2 separate regions of the Mus musculus genome follow, and region 2 is linked to region 1. Evidence: chromatin contacts called from public Hi-C data. All regions are on one chromosome and are shown on one strand. Each heading gives the region's core, a stretch centred on a gene start, on an enhancer-like site or on the middle of the called end of the contact. The rest is flanking DNA. Distances are from core to core; before and after follow the strand shown.

The links. Hi-C and Micro-C count contacts between places; a contact is called where the count stands out from the background.
Region 2: a contact with region 1 is called in a Hi-C map of forebrain, with 2.1 times the contacts expected there. The contact joins the promoter of Grik2 here to the enhancer-like site in region 1. A contact is called at or near these places in 1 of 39 promoter capture datasets (hippocampal neurons), 1 of 484 Hi-C or Micro-C datasets (forebrain) and 2 of 9 other capture datasets (adipose tissue and pancreatic islet).

The regions. Positions count from the first base shown.
Region 1 is chr10:49,435,304-49,438,808 of GRCm38.p6, forward strand. The region is part of intron 7 of Grik2 (glutamate receptor, ionotropic, kainate 2 (beta 2)); the gene reads right to left. Among named protein-coding and RNA genes, the nearest start is that of Grik2, 350 kb to the right of the region's middle. Within about 2 kb of position 1,893, at least 12 of the 459 cell types and tissues checked have an H3K27ac peak or open chromatin away from gene starts, as enhancers often do. A contact at or near this core is called in forebrain, where this site is marked.
Region 2 is chr10:49,787,108-49,790,612 of GRCm38.p6, forward strand. It overlaps Grik2 (glutamate receptor, ionotropic, kainate 2 (beta 2)), which reads right to left and starts at 1,647. Exons shown (of 17, transcript NM_001111268.3): 1 at 1,521-1,647.

The sequences.
Region 1 (3,505 bases), core at 643-3,142:
TTTCAAAAGCATAATGTTCTAAATATTCACTCATATTTCAAACATATCCTGACATAAGATATAATAAAAATGTTTTGAACATCTAAGATATTTGTATAGACAGATTTTATTTATGGAAAGACCAATCACTAAGCAGCAAATTCCAGACAGGTCTAAAAGTTTTTCTTATTCTGGTTGTAATCATATTAAATCTTTTTCTAAAGTTCTGAAAATAAACACATTAAGATAGTTATCTGCCCCCAAAATTAAACCACATATTTGGCTTTTTATTAACGATGAAGTTAAGACAAAAAAACCTTCTGACATACATACATACATGAAAGAAAACACAGAAAAAAGGTCTAAATTATACCAAAGAATCCTTTTAGCAAACTTTATCAAAATATTTTTACTCCTGGTGGCTGTGGCATTTTTAAATAAAACTGTGTCCTAGAAGTAATGGTCTTGGAATATGCCTATTAAAGTTTAACTGAGAAAAAGTAGGTCAGGGTCAGGTGGCATATACCTTTAATGACAGCACTCAAGAAGCAAAGGCAGGGCGACTGTTATAAGTTCCAGGCCAGCCTGTTCTACAAGGTAAGTTCCAAGGCAGCCAGTATATAAAAACATGTATCAAATAAATAAATGAATGTCAACATCAATAAAACTGAGGCATAGTATTTTTTATAATTCTTAAAACATAATCTCATAAGAATCTCTCTCTCTCTCTCTCTCTCTCTCTCTCTCTCTCTCTCTCTCTCTCTCTCTCTCTGTGTGTGTGTGTGTGTGTGTGTGTGTGTGTGTATGTGTGTGTGTGTGTGTGTGTGTGTGTTCACATTAATGCTCTTGGTTTGGACTAAAATTTTACAATGTAATGAATGTTCTATAGGATATACTTGAATTACTCAATTGTTTTTAGTTACTTGTTGGACCACACTCACCACACACCACACTAACATTGTAGTGCCACACATATGCTGTCTTGTATATAGTAAGTGTTTAATCACATTTCTAAGAATAAATACATATGTTCTGCCAAAACATTTGTTTTAGCAGTAAAAGAAATAGGTCTTGGGCAACTCTGAATAACGATCACACTCTGGCACTTCTCTAGAATACATGACCTCCCAAAGGTACCTTGAACCAAATCTGCCAGCAACTCCAACCTGGGAGGAATTTGAATGCAGTCTCTGTCCCAGTTCCAAATGAATTTATAGTAACAGTTCTGTGAACACATTTATCTTTCCATTAAATGAGTGTAGGCAGGTCCCCTCTGAGATCTGAAGCTAAGCTGGCAGGTGGCAGATCCATTCTGGAACTCCTACGTTTCAGATTTTGCTCATTTCTGAACTTCCATCTGAGGTATAATGCACAGTACAAAAAGATGCTTGGTCCAGTAAATGGAAGATAAGTCTACAGATTCTGATTCTTTCGTTGACTTGGCCTCTTAACTGAAACAAATAATCAAAATTTAAAGTAATACCTTTTGCTTTGTTTCCTAATTTTTAATAAAATATTTTTAAAAGCCTTTACAAACCACTGATCATGGGTAAAAAATAATTACTTTAAAAATTCAATAGTTGCAATTAAAAAGTAATTGTATGTGTTTCTTTTTTTCAACTAGAAGACATGGATATTAATTTTGATGGATAAAGAGAAGGGTATTGGGACCGGATTCTTCTCAGCACAGTCAGCAGTATTTGAAATGGGATTCTCTGATAACAGAAGGATGCACACAGAAAGGGTAAACTCTCAGCTTGCACACTATGGCCAGGTCCCTGACCTTCATGATGCTAGTACATGATGCCTGATAACTGAGGTGAATGATGAGAGCTGCCCTCAGAACCAATCAGGAACCAATTGTGAAACAATTCTCCAATAACTCTGCAGCTGCCATTGTGTGTGCTCTGCTGCCAGCTCTTTGTCCCACTCTGAAAAAGAGTTCTTTACCCGCAGCTGTGTGGCCCACATGGGCTACATGAGGTAATAATACATTAAAGTAGTTTGCATAGCTTTTGGCACATGGTGTATAGCAGGTGTTGTCAGATAGTGTTGGTGATCGCCAGAAGACTGGTAATCTCTTCAAGGTGGACAGGATCCCAAACAGGAGCCTGTTTAAAAAGTACAATGTTGCAAGTTTTCTGCATATGTGATAGGCCTAAATGGGAAATAGGGATATGCTCTTCAAGAGAACAAAATAGAGTGTGTAAAGAGAAGAACAGAAGGGCATTGTCATTGAAACTTTATTTCTATAAAATGAAGTATATCCCTGATGGTATAATTAATTGAAATGATAGCTTAAAAATTCATAAAGCCTGTGGTTTTCTCTCAAATTTAGAAATTATGAATAAAGATACACAGTAAACTATTATTCTACCTGATAAGCATATATAAGTATATGTATATATGTATTAATATATATAGTAGCATATAGTAATATATACAGTAATATGTATTACTATATACTAATCTTAAGCATCACTGTTGGGCAAATAACTTCATACCAGCAGTGCAGCCCTGGTCAAGTGTGACTCACTGTAATGACAGGGAATCAATTAGGTTGAGTTAAGGTGTCTGCTCTGGTTTTATTTCTTTTGCTGTGATAAAACCTTTGGAAAAGCAATTTAGGTTAGAAAGGGTTTATTCATCTTACAATTTCAGGTGGTATCCATATTTTCAGGAAAGACATAGAGGTAGGCACTAAAGAACGTTGATCATATTATATCCATAGCCATGTGTTTACTTAACAATCTTTCATATCAACATTTTATAAACATTTGGAAATTAGGAAATGCTATTTTATTTCTTCCATATCTATACACAATTTTTTTTCCTATTCGGTCCTCAACAACAAAATCTGTTCATCTGTGTGTTGCAGTTTCTTAACTTTTCTATTCTGAACACAGTTGAACATCTTGTCCATTAAAACCCTTCTAGCCCCTGATGCTAAGAGAGATAGTAATATATACTCTTTACTATCAAAGTGATATTCTAGCATTCCAGTATTTTCCCTTCTCTCACACACTTTGATGTATCATCTAAGCAATGATATCTCTGTATTACACTGTGTATTACAAATATGTGGAATTAAAATATATTCCAGAAAGTATTTTTTAAATGACCATTGAAAACAACCTTGGTATCCACAAGGGTTAAAAGAGACAAGAGTCAATATAAGAACACATAAAAATAAAAAGAGGGGAATAATAAAACAGATAAGGTCTCATGGCCAAATTGATGACTAAAAAAAAGAAAAAAAGAAAATTCAGATTTATGCAAGCTCTGACAATCATGTGAAAAGTATAGGCCTGCATGGTAGTGCTTGTTGAGGACCGGTAACAACTGATCCAAGTATTTGGTGCTCCTGTGAATTCACATATTTGAGCAACTCTCTCTAAACCAACACCTTCTTATTTAAACTACAAGTGAAATAATATCCAGTTTATGTTGACTAGCTTGTTTTGATTAATTGGTAAAATACAGACTAAAGTATGACTTTACTTAGTTGAATAATAATTAGTATTTA
Region 2 (3,505 bases), core at 397-2,896, 350 kb after region 1:
TGTTCTGCTGTTATGGGACATTTAAGAAACCTCACTGTATAGTAACACCTAAGGTGTTATTCCATGCAAGTGGCCTATTGTGTTGAAGCTTAGCTAAAAAAACAGCCTACTCAATCATGACATTAAAGGGGAAACAGAATGAAGTCCAAGACAGAGATCAGTTGAAACCACACTGTTGCATACGCATCCATGATTTCTGTTATTCCTTGGGATTCTAAACACATTACCAACTGTGGTATTAACATTCTGCTACGTTGGTGGCTAATGATATTTTTAATTTTAATTACTATTTAGATGCTAAAAATGTATCTTAATTAAGAAATTGAACCAAAGAGATTTGTGTCGGTAAAGCTCCTTTTAAAAAATTCAGCATGTGCAATCTTCAGTGGATTTAAATTTAAAAAAAAATAGATGTTTTACTATTTAGTCATTTTCTGTCTTTTCTTCCCCTGTGCATTTCAATTCTTTAACGCCTAAGTTTCTAAGGACATTGAGAGTTCATAAGCTTACTTGATTATTGCAGGAGTCTATTCTGCAAAGTTATAAAGTAAGGAAGTAAAACAAGACCAAATTAAAACGCAATTGCACATCTTCCAGCAAGTAAACTGCAGACTTATTTAAATGAATTAGTCATATTCTTGTGAGATGAAAAAAATTAATCCATAAGGTAATTTTGATGAGAGATACTTACAGTATGAAGATGAAGAAATGTTAAACGGTAATCTGTTCGTTTCGTTACCAGAGGGTAGTTTCTAATATCCTCCAACCCCCAAATCCAAAATCATCTTAGAAGCATTAGTCCTGTTTGATTCTCTCTCTCTCTCTCTCTCTCTCTCTCTCTCTCTCTCTCTCTCTCTCTCTCTGCTACTACTGCTACACACACACACACACACACACACACACACACACACACCCTTCCAATACTCCAGAAGATAAAAATATGAGGAAATGTGGTTGGTTAAAAGTTCTGAATCTTTATGATCCACCTCAGTGATGCAGTTAGTCCTTACCCCTGTGGGATGCCCTGAGAGTTTTTTTTTTTTTTTCTTCCTGAAGCTTTTAATACTGTCCTCAGTATTAAAATAATCTCAACTTTCTCACCCCAGAGTTATGAATCAGGGAGATAGTGGGACTGGTGGACGAAAGAGGGATGAGGAGTTGTTATGGCACAAAGATACACAGCTTTCCTGCGTCTCTTCGCCTTGAGCGTTGAGTCCCGGTAGCTGAGTACACATCTGACAGATCGACTTATTCAAATATTTTACGTGGAGAACACCAGCCAGGAGCCAAATGAGCCACTTTCATCCTTGCGGGGCACTGGCTGCAGCAAGTGAGACAAAGCCCTCCAAGCGGCTGCATCCAGCAGGTGCCTGGAGCGCACGAACTCAGCCGGGCAGCGGTTCCCCTCTTCCTTTCCTGTCCGCGGCTAGTGCTCCTCGCGGGTCCGCAGTGCCTCCGGACCCACAGCGAACGCCCTGGGATTGAGCTCCAGGGAGGGTCCACCGCTGGCGAGTGCTTACCTGCGGCTAGGGTGAAGAGGGAGGGTAGGGACTGGGGTAGTCCTCTCAGAGCTGCGGCAGGAGGCGGTTCAGCGGGAAGTCCCGGGCTCCCAGCCTCGGCCACGCAGCCGCCAGCGAGAGCGCAAGTGACGGCGGCGGAGACCGAGACCGCGGAGCCGCAGCGGTGGCGCTGGAGACAGACACGCCTCCTGGCGGGGGTTCCTCTCCTCTTGCTTTAAAGGCGCCGCGCTTCTTTCCCCGCTGCTGTTACTAGCTCCAGGGCACCCAGGCCCACCCAAGAGCACGGTGCACTCTTTATTTCAAGAACTCCAGGGAGAGAATTCCGGGTACTGACCACCTAGTGCTTCCGGAACCCTCGGCCCTGATTTCGTCTCCTGCAAGCAAGCACATCCACATCCAGGCATAGGGGAACAGGGACAGAGATGCTCTGAATGACAGTGGGTAAGGCAAAAGGGACAAGGATTGATTTTGCCTGCTCTGAGAAGCTACACTGAGTATAAGGACTCATAGCTTCTGCTTCTGGGTGGCTGCTTTTTTGCTGCTCCTGAAACCATGGCAACGAGACTTCTATGTTGCCAGCATCTGGGGAGCAGCTGGTTGTCTCCAAAGTGACCCTTTTGGTTCAACTACTGCATTTCCCATTCAGGTTGGTGAGGATCATCTTGGTTTCTGCATCTTCTACTTCTATCCTGCTTCTCAAGCTAGATGGGTTTTGGTCTCTCCTGGTGTCCAGTAGCAAAAGAAATGGACTTTCAACATCAAGAAGCTGGCAGGAAATCTCAGCACAGGTCTAGCCCCTTTATATCTGATTTTGTTCTTCAAGCTAGGTCCCTGAACTCTGAGGGAATTTGAGGCCTGGCAAGCACAGAACCTGGAGTCCTAGCTGTCATGGTTGGGAAAATGAGCATATAGAAGTACTTAAATATGAGATATTGAAAGATGTTTTTAAGGAGAAGTGGGAGGAGGAGGGTGCCTAAGTCCTAGGGTCTTCCCAAGGGTTGCTTCCTGGAGTCAGGGGTGGGGACAGGAGGCAGAGAGCACACCAGACTCCTCAGGCTTCTCTGGAGGAGCGATTAGCTTCTGCAAACAATCCCGGATTTGCTCTCCTCTGGGTCAGAAAAGTCAACATGTATTCAATACCTTTGCTACTTTATCCTCAGCCCTGCAATATTAACTAGAGTGGAGACTTAGCAGTTCCCCCCAGAGTACATTGGTGAGCTACTATTCTCGAGGAGGTTTAAGAGAGGCCAAGCTTGAACAGGCTTGGCAGACCAGCCCAGGAGACAAATTTCAAAGGGATTGTAATAGGAAGCAGGCCAGGTGGAATTCCTAAGCTCAGTGGAGCCTAGAGGCAACTGCAGTCCCAGGAGCACTCCAGTCTAATTCTGAAGGGCTGGAAGCAGAGGCTCCTGTTCACCCTACAGCAGACCAACAGGCCGCAGAGAAGCGTTTGTTCTTTTGCTGTATTTTGTTTGTTTGTTTGTTTTGTTTTACCTGCAGCCATTGCTATCCCAGAAGAGTAAAAACTTTCCTGAACCTGTCTCGGTATGCCACACATTCTGGGCTAACATCTGACTCAGTCCTAGCCAAATCCTCACTATTTACTACGTTGTTCACCATCCTAGGCTCTCTACACCGTATCACACATACACCACACATTTACTGTGCTTAGCTGTCTCTGGGAGACATGGGCTTAAGTTAAGAAGAGATGAGTTAGTGGCATGGAGTGTCCGTTTGTGGTTTATAGATCTCAGGAATGGCTAGAAGGTTCCTGTAATTAAGGCAACAGCGGCCTTGTTGTACGAAGAGAATAAATAGTCAATGACTGTATTGTGCATCCTGGACGGGACAGCACAGACGCGTGACCAGCTCCAGGCGCCTGGGCTCCAGCTGCTGTGACCTGCAGCCTAATAGGCCCTCCAAGAACAGTGCAGTTCTGGCCAGGCTCAGGAAAAATTGCTCTATTCAGCCTTATTGCCTGATGA